2 separate regions of the Drosophila melanogaster genome follow, and region 1 is linked to region 2. Evidence: chromatin contacts called from public Hi-C data. All regions are on one chromosome and are shown on one strand. The core of a region is the stretch at or near the end of the contact, and the rest is flanking DNA. Distances in the headings are between cores, read along the strand shown. Region 1 holds the start of glec (gliolectin). Region 2 holds the start of tara (taranis).

Region 1 (4,617 bases), core at 1,809-4,308, 5.6 Mb after region 2:
AGAGGCGGCGATGAAAACAAAGAACTCACATTATAAATATTTATGTGGGAGCCCAAAAGAGAGTTTCTGAATGCATAATTAGAAAACATAAATTTAGGGGAATATCACACACATTTTTGGGGCGTGGCGAAGAAGGCCAAGCAAAACATAATCACGAAAGTCAAATAGACCGCTTAGAAAACTTAATTTACGTGGTAAAAAATCCACACATGCAAATGATAATGAAGATGCTGTAAATTGTTAGTAAAAATATGCAAAATACCGTAATATGAATTATCATATCATAGGAATATGTATGCATTTCCTATAGCGCGCCAACTGGGTGGTAAAAGTACAGTGGTGATCAAAACATAGCAAAAAAGAATATAAACAAGATAGGAATAAAGGCCGAGATAACAGAACTTTTGTCTAATTGATTTGTTTTTGTTCGCTTCGCTTTTCGACCCGTTTTTGGACCTGCCACACAGTACAACAAAACACAACATTTGGCGCTGCTGTACTTACGCGAATTGCGTTCGTTGGTGTGTGTGACCTTCACGACGAGTTTTTGAAAAACATCATCAACGTGCGTGCGTAGTTACTACTACGCATAATAACGCACACACACTCGCACACGCAGAAAGCTTATCAGCGAAGACGACTAAAAATAAACACGAAAATAATAAGTTCGCGCCAAAAACCAGCAGACAAACAGAGAGAGAGAGAGAGAGAGAGAGCGACGACTCTGACTCTCTCGTCTTTCTTTGATAATGCATAAGTGTGCGTGCGTTTGTGTGGAAGTGGGATGACGTCGTCGTATAAGAGCTGTGGTTTTCCTCTGGTTGAGATTGCGTTTGTCGTTGTGGGTGCGGCCTTTTCAACTAACTAACACAACTACAGTGAACTCATGTACAGTCGCAGGTCTGTGTAGCTCATTTTTTGTTTTTTTATTTATTTTTTTTTTCTGTGTCGAAACTGCAGCAGGAATAAAAACAACAATCAAGAAAACCAGAAGGCGTTGATTTAAATTTAATTGAGGCCTCTCAATTAATTGCCTTTGCATTTTACTCATCTCATATTCACTTTTCAGCTGCAATCTCTTTTCGCAAAATATGGAAAGATTTTTGGCGCGCGATTGTTATTCAACAGTTTTTATTTTTTGTTTAGCTTTTTCGCTTTGACACACTGCCAAACCAAAGACAAACTGGAGACCAGCTCTCTTTCTTCCCAGCTCTCCCTCTCTCACTGAATGCCACGCTATCGGCGGAATATCAGCGTAAAGTAAAGCAATAATAATAAGCCAAAAATTAAAGGTACAGTCGAACGTCCATAAGTGATGCTTAATATAAACAAACTGGTAAGTTTTTTTTAATAGCGTTCATCTTAAATCTATTATTAGATAACAATGGACTGCATTAATAGTCCCTTGTCTTGTTGCTAAAACTTAAGGCAATAGTCGTAGAAACTTGTACTGAATCTTTAAAATTTCATAATACAATGATTTTGAATACATTTATTATTTCAAATTATTTGAAATTAGAGAAATTTATTCGAATTCGATTAAGCAATGGGGCCAAACAATAATACTTTTTTGAGTTTTCTGTTATTCATCAGATATGTAAATGTATCCCAATTCACTTTCGAGTAACCAAAGAGATAAATCCCTACGCACGTGAATGAACGAACAAAGAATCGGAAAAACTAGCCAAAATAAAGAGAATAAAAACTGGTAGGAAAGAAGTGACAATAAGAATCGACGCAGAAGGGGAAAAACGAAATTAGGAAAATCAGAAAATAAGGGTGGTTTTTTTTTTCAACTAAGGGGAGGAATTTTATAAGGGTGACGACTGTGGCAAAGGACGAGCACAAAGCAGAGACTGCAAGAGGAAGGAACAACGGAAAATGCAACTAAAATCAGGTGTCTGCTTATTGGATCATCTATATAAGAAGTACATGGGATCTTAGTAAATAGAACATACGTACAAAAACCGAGGAAATGTATGAGATAATTCGAAGGAGACTTTTTTAATTTTAGAGATTTCACTATATTCTGATTCTGCTCTGATTCTTTGGGAAAATTTAACAATAACTTGAAAGTATATTAAACTTAATAACTTGGAACCAAAGAGTAATCATTATTCGTATATTTTGAGCAAGCACCCAGCGTTTCAGGTGAAACAAAAACATGCAAATCATGGAAAAAAAAAACCTACCTTTGAGGCCTTGTGGCTGCCTCGCATATGGCTTTTGGCCATGTCGCGTGCAGTTGGCCAAATCCGCACTGCCGTTGCTTTTTTTGCGATCGCTTTCCGGGCATTTCTGAAGGATCAGCTTTGCGCTGGCGGAGATCTGGGCGGGAGTCAGGGCCATGCCCCTCGGCGCTTGGCTGACTGCCTTTGGATTGCACTCATCGGCATCGGTGCTGGATATCGTCCTTGAGGTCGGATACCGCATTCCGCGCAGGACCTGACAATGGGCATCCGTATCAGCATCCGCATCCGTATTCGCATCCGCATCCCGATTAGATTCCAGCTGGATGTCATATCCGTAGCGTTCCTTAACGTATAATCTCTGCGTGTGCTGCTCCTGGGCCAACAGCTGATCGATATTCGAGTCCCCGGGAGCGTTATTGAATAGGTTCCGACAGATTCTCTTCTTCTCCGATGCGCTGGGCGGTGGGCGTGGCACGGGGGCGGCGAGAAATGGGCCCAGGGCCATTGGCGGACACAACATGGCTATGGTTTTGTATAACTTGTTTTCTTTGTTTAAACTTTAGGTATTTTTGCACTTTTTGGTTTATTGCTTTTGAAGTATTCTCGCTTTGTTTCTTCTTTCCGCTTTCACTTGAACTTTCACAGCGATCACTGCGCGAAACTCACGTACGCATTTTAGGCATTGCAATTGCAGTTTAAATCGGTTTTCTATCGCTGGCGAATTTGTTGTATGCGTTTCTTTTTCTGTATCGTAGAGAGCTAGCTGAACTTTACGACTTTCACGCGAGCCAAAGAGAGCGAAAAGAACGCAGCTGGAGCAAACGCAAGCGACCGAATTGGTGGAGAGTCAAAGACTGAATCGCGCAGAGACCAGGGATTCAGCAAGTTATATAGCTTATATGGCGCAGTGTGACCAGTTGCTCCCGCATCGATAACGCTTTACTTTCGCTTTTGGCCCGCCGAAACGGTCACTCTGCGCTCTTTCGTGACTCTCTTCAGCATTTTTACGCTCTCTTACATTTGGGTATCATTAACATTAGGGTGAAATGCACAGAAAAACATACTTGAAAGTGATCTAGAAAATATTTCAAAAATTATACATCGAAGCTATAATATTCAATATGCTTATAATATATGTTTATTTCCATAAAAATTGTTTCCTAGCACCGCTATTGCACTTTTAACTGCAGCAGTTTTGAGAGGTGGCGCGAGTAGGGAACATCTCTGGCTACTGAGATGACGTCATAAATTACATTTACTTCCTTGATGTTCAAATGAATTGAAGTGAAATTTTAGAAATTTAAAATTAAGAAAAATATCATATCTCCAAGTTCGTATTTTTTTTTTTACTCAAGGTTGGCCATCAAACTGAATTGCATTGCAAGCAAACATATGATGAATTCCAAGTAGTTTATAAATTAAATCGATGACATCATAACACCCAATTTGAGATGCCAACATGCAGTACCTCAAACACAATGCCACACCTCACTATTAAATGTATCCCATGCAAATAGAGATTCCTAGCTCAGAATAATGCAGTTGCTCATCTTATACTTACGATATTTACATGTAACAATTACGGAAAGTGAATCCGTTTTTTGTGTGCCAATTATAGGCCGTGTAAATACAATTAGTTATGCTAGGGACTGCTGGCTCGTTGCTATTTACCTCGCACAAATACTGAGCTAAACGCTAACTAACTGATATGTTAGCGCGTTTTGGGCCCTAACTCAAGGTCGAGTCGGGCTTCATGCGGCATTAAACGGCCTAATTGGCGGCCAGACGTGGCTAGAACAAATTGCCAGCGACAGGAATACGAAAAATTCAAAATAGTCAACAAAAAATCATAAACAACTTTCGCGCCTGCGGCGGCAATTCAAGCGTATCTCGAACAAACGAAAGTGAAAACCGCATAGAAATAGAGGTAGTAGGTTGTAGTAGTGGTATTGGTAGTAGTAAATAATGTGGACCACAAGTCATTTCAATTTCAATAATGCTGAGTCAGCCGAACCGATAAACTGGCCCCCACTCCACTGGTGGTTGGTTAGGAGGCGCAGCTGGTGTTACCTCGAATCGGAGGAGTCTTCAGGCCCATTTCGTCTGGCTCTTTGACCGATTAGTCATTTTAAAGAGTGCCCCGGACAAAGGACGCGCCCAAAGGATTGCGATTTATTATTGTTTTCAGGCGTACAGTGGGCCCTCGCAAAGGGATACAGATGGTGTCTGTATTGGCTTTATAAGCTTTTATAAGAATTTTCGCCAGAATGAATAAATGTTTTTCTTTCTTATCATCTTCATATGTAGTATCTGCTTTACAAACAAATGTATTGTTTCTAGAAGGGATACCAATTGAATATATTCCTAGATATATTACTGCAGATTATTCACTTATTACTTTCATGTATCGAACTAAATAAATCTC
Region 2 (4,158 bases), core at 84-2,583:
CGGTTGTTTTGGCTGCCTTTGGACCAGGAGTTTTCCGCCAGCAGAGGCAGCGACAGAAGCAGAGGCAGCGACAAAAGCAGCGACCACGACAGAACTAGAAATCCGGCATTACACTCAACAAAAACTTTTGCTAAACCAATTATTCATGAACTAAAAAAAAGCGTTTGCATAATGTCCTAAATTTATGAACAAGTTTCATATAACTTAGAATATTTCTACCTGATCAATTTTTATCAGAATTTTTAACCATTTTATTATCCATTCTTGTTTAAGTGCGGCTTTAGCTTTTGCCTTGGCAGCAGAAACTTCGGCTCTTCGTTCGGCCTGGCTCTCATAAATGACATAGAGAGAGAGAGAGAGGAAAAGAGGGAGGTGGATGACGGTTGGTAACTGTGGGAGAGCGTGGGCCAAACAAAGAGCCACCCAACTCTCTCCTAAGCACTGGGTGTGCGAGTGTGTGTGTGCAGCGAAGCAAGCAAAGCAATCAGCAGTCAGCGGGGTCGGAGGGTGGGGAATTGCTCTCGTAAGTGTGACTGTGTGTGGGGAAAGAGAGCCTAGCCACCCAAATCGCCCACTTTTATCAGTCAGCAAAAGGTCGTTCGGCACTGTGGTCGCTTCGCTCCGCAGAGCACCTGACTCACTGTCAACTGATAAAAGTCGCCGATATCAGGTGCGACGTTATGCCACCAGCCTTTGCAATCAGAAAAGATGATATGAGCACTTAGGATCGTCTTTGAACTGATTCGAAATAAATTTATTTGATCATCATTTAAAACTACATATATAAGAGATATTAGATAATTCTATGATTTCTTTTAAGGACTTAGTAATTTAGGATCGTTTGTACAAACTTTGCAATTTTATTTACCAAACCCACACGTATACCGATCCTCCGAAAAATGTATTTCTGTTCCGCCTCTTACCAAAGTCATTAATAAGATGATTTTCGCTATATCAATCATACACGCCCTGTTACCCTTGCAGAAACAAAAATATGGAAATATTTGTAGCATTCAGTTTTCATCTTACAAAATCGTCAATAATCTGTTGGAGATCTTTATTTATTTACAAAGCCAAAAAGAGGAAGTTTAGTTAGGCGCTTACGTTGCGTATAAGTTAAAGGAATGGTTGTAAATTCTTCACAAGCTGCAGAAGTTCGATTTCCAGCACAAAAATATCGATCCCCCATTATGAACAAAGATCCAATATTATCGATACATCTGTGTACTTGGCTTCGTGCAGAAACCGTTAGGCGCCAATCACAATTATCGACTTTATGAAAACGAGCAAAGCGGCCAAAGCAAAGCAAAACCCATACGAGCTGAGCTGAAGCAATCCGAATTGAACCGAGCCAAGGCGAGTTGGCTTTGTTTGTTGGTCGGGCCCACTAAAATAGTTCAGGAAATGATGAAAACGTGGAGCTGGGGCGAAGCAGAGAGGGCGGAAGGCATGGTACATTGAAAGCATTGTGGGTCTGAGTTTTGGTATTGGGATTGGAGCCATGGCTTTCGCCCGATTGTGTCCCAGCCTGGTGGCTTTCCACAGAGCAACTGAAAATACGAAAATTCGAGGCGGAAAAGCTGGCAACAACAACGCGCGCATGTGGCAGAGTTGCCAAAGCGCAGAGAGTTTTCCAGGCGCGGCGACGGCAACCCTGGCCACCCGGCTGTCGAGTGTGTTGGCCAGGCCGAAAGCATTCAGTACGAACTCTGCACTTCGCACAACAAGACGCCAAGCGACCAGCGACGACGACGCCAAAGGCGCTCGGCCAAAGCCACAGAGCCCGAGCAAAAACTACGTAAATTTTCCACAGCGATTTTCCCCATTTTTCCCAGTTGAACAACAGCGCCAAAAACAAAAACATCGGACCAGCGGTCTGCATGTGTGTTTGTGCCAGAGCGTGTGTGTTTTGTGTGTGTTATATAGTGAATCGTTCTTGGCCCGACGATCGACTTCCCCATCACCCTCAAACCCGCAAACATGTGGAGCTGGGGCTAAGGAACACCACGGAACCCAAAACAACCAGCGACTCAGAAAAAGGCGCCAAACTTAAATTATTGCCAGCCGAGATTACCTCCTCAAGACTTCGCAGGAAACCATGAAAATGTGGACGGAATCCAATGTGAGTAGATCGTGATAAGGCCTTACTATGGCTCACTCTATAAGTACCGACCTTGATCTTGTCCAATGATATTGGCCATCGATTGGTTATTGTCATCGTGTTTGTTCTAGCTCTAGATGGACTACACTTGAATCTAAATTGAAATGATCAAATTTTGATCAGAAAATACTATTTCAATTTTGGTCCAGCATATAATGTGATATCTGAGCTGAACTTACGACATATAATATCTAATAATGGTATTTTTAAAATGTAAAGTGATCGTTCGTAATTTAAAGCTATGCAATCTAATTATAAGAAAATATACATTTCCTAAAAATATTAGAAATATACCAATGTTTTTAGATTTGATTATCAATCATATGGTTGTATGGTGTCACCTTATTATTAACATTCAGTTTCCCTACATTTATTGGCTTCATTCTTATCACATATGTATGGTTCATTGCGGTGTATGATATGATTGCATTTGAGTACACATGTGAGGTGCATTCGCTATCTTTGTTTTGATTCTTGAGTTTCTTCTATCGGCATTTACGCTTTATGCGCTTGTTTCCTTTGCCGTTTACCGGCGAATCCAATTGAAAAGTCATTTGGCTACGGCCGGGAAATGTTCAATGGATTGGCGTGGGGCGCCACGAGGGGTGAGCATCGGGGGGTCAAGGATGGGTGCCTCCAGCGGAGCAGCACGCACATCCATGTGGGGCATTTGTAGTAGGCACGCACAGCACGCGTCGTCAGCTAGCCATTTGCTCGATTCCCTCGAATCCCCCGATTCTCGATGCCCGATTCCGATTCAGATACGATTTCCATTCCCAAGTTGGGGTCTTTCCCGACAAGCCCCCATCGCAATCGAAGCCAAGTAAACAAAAGCCAACAACATCAAGGTTTTTTCTCCCTCTTTGTTTTCTTTCTTTATTTCTACCGCTTGCAGCAATTAAATGAAAGTTTTTGTGATGATGGATGATGAAAGGGGGGCGGTGGGTGGTGCGGACGTGATGGTGATTGTGGTGGTAGAGGCGTAGAAGCCGGCGAGCAAAACAAAAACGGCAAAAATGTCATACACGTCGAGGGGGTGGCAATCGCATGGGGCGGTGCGGTTGGTTCGGGGCATGTAAAGTGCATTGGCATTTAAGATTCTTTGCAGGCTTCACTTCCAAGTTCCGCAAACAAATAAAAACCGAAGAGGAAATACATTTTTGAAATAAACTTGACCCACAATTGGACAAAGTGTTCGATGCAAGATATGTAGATATGCCGGCTTTGAGAAAAATGTTTGCTACCAGGAATTTGTCAGGTAGCAATTTATTTAAAAATGTTAAGACAAAATAATATTCCCAAACTTTTTAGTTAATAGTTTGTACTTGTGATCAAGCTTGCATATGTATGTACATACGTGCACATTCTTTAATGGGTTTTTGGTAATGTTACAAATGTGTAATGTCAATTTTTTATTTGAGGTGTTTAGGTAAAAGAACGGGTAAATGAGGTATATTTAGCCAAGCCTTGGAAAAGTCTGTTGTTAAAAAGTCAACAAATTCGACCGCTCCACATAAATGATTAACAAGGGCAAAGGTCGTAAAACGGAAAATCAACAATAAATACACGTACCAGTCCCCTCTTACCAATTTACGCACAAACACACACACATACACACCGCAATGGAATCCACTTGTCCTTGACACAGTGACGTACCAAAGTCCGAACGTTGTATAATAATAGCATCATGACTTGCGCTTGTTCCGCTCCTTTCTGGGGGATGGCAGTGGGCGTGGCACCCCGGCAACTCATTTTCATTATCGGTCCCATGCAAATGCCCGTCGCATACCTTAGGTCAGTTTCCGTATCATAAAAAAGCCCGGATACGAAACACATTCACGGGGAGAGGGGCAGCAGCCGGCGGCGGACGAACCCTTTTTTCCGGGCTATAAATACAGGCAAAAATCTCTAACTCGAACCGCAAACATGTGGTGAATGAACAATTGCCGCCATTGGGAATTCGAGTTCTACATTTTATTTTGCGCATTTAAAGAACG

The links. Hi-C and Micro-C count contacts between places; a contact is called where the count stands out from the background.
Region 1: a contact with region 2 is called in a Hi-C map of the Kc167 cell line, with 3 times the contacts expected there.

What each region holds. Positions count from the first base shown.
Region 1 is chr3R:21,853,208-21,857,824 of dm6, forward strand. It overlaps glec (gliolectin), which reads right to left and starts at 3,059. Exons shown (of 2, transcript NM_079719.3): 1 at 2,193-3,059. The coding sequence starts at 2,712.
Region 2 is chr3R:16,224,318-16,228,475 of dm6, forward strand. tara (taranis) reads left to right here and starts at 1,334. Exons shown (of 2, transcript NM_080255.3): 1 at 1,334-2,122. The coding sequence starts at 2,099.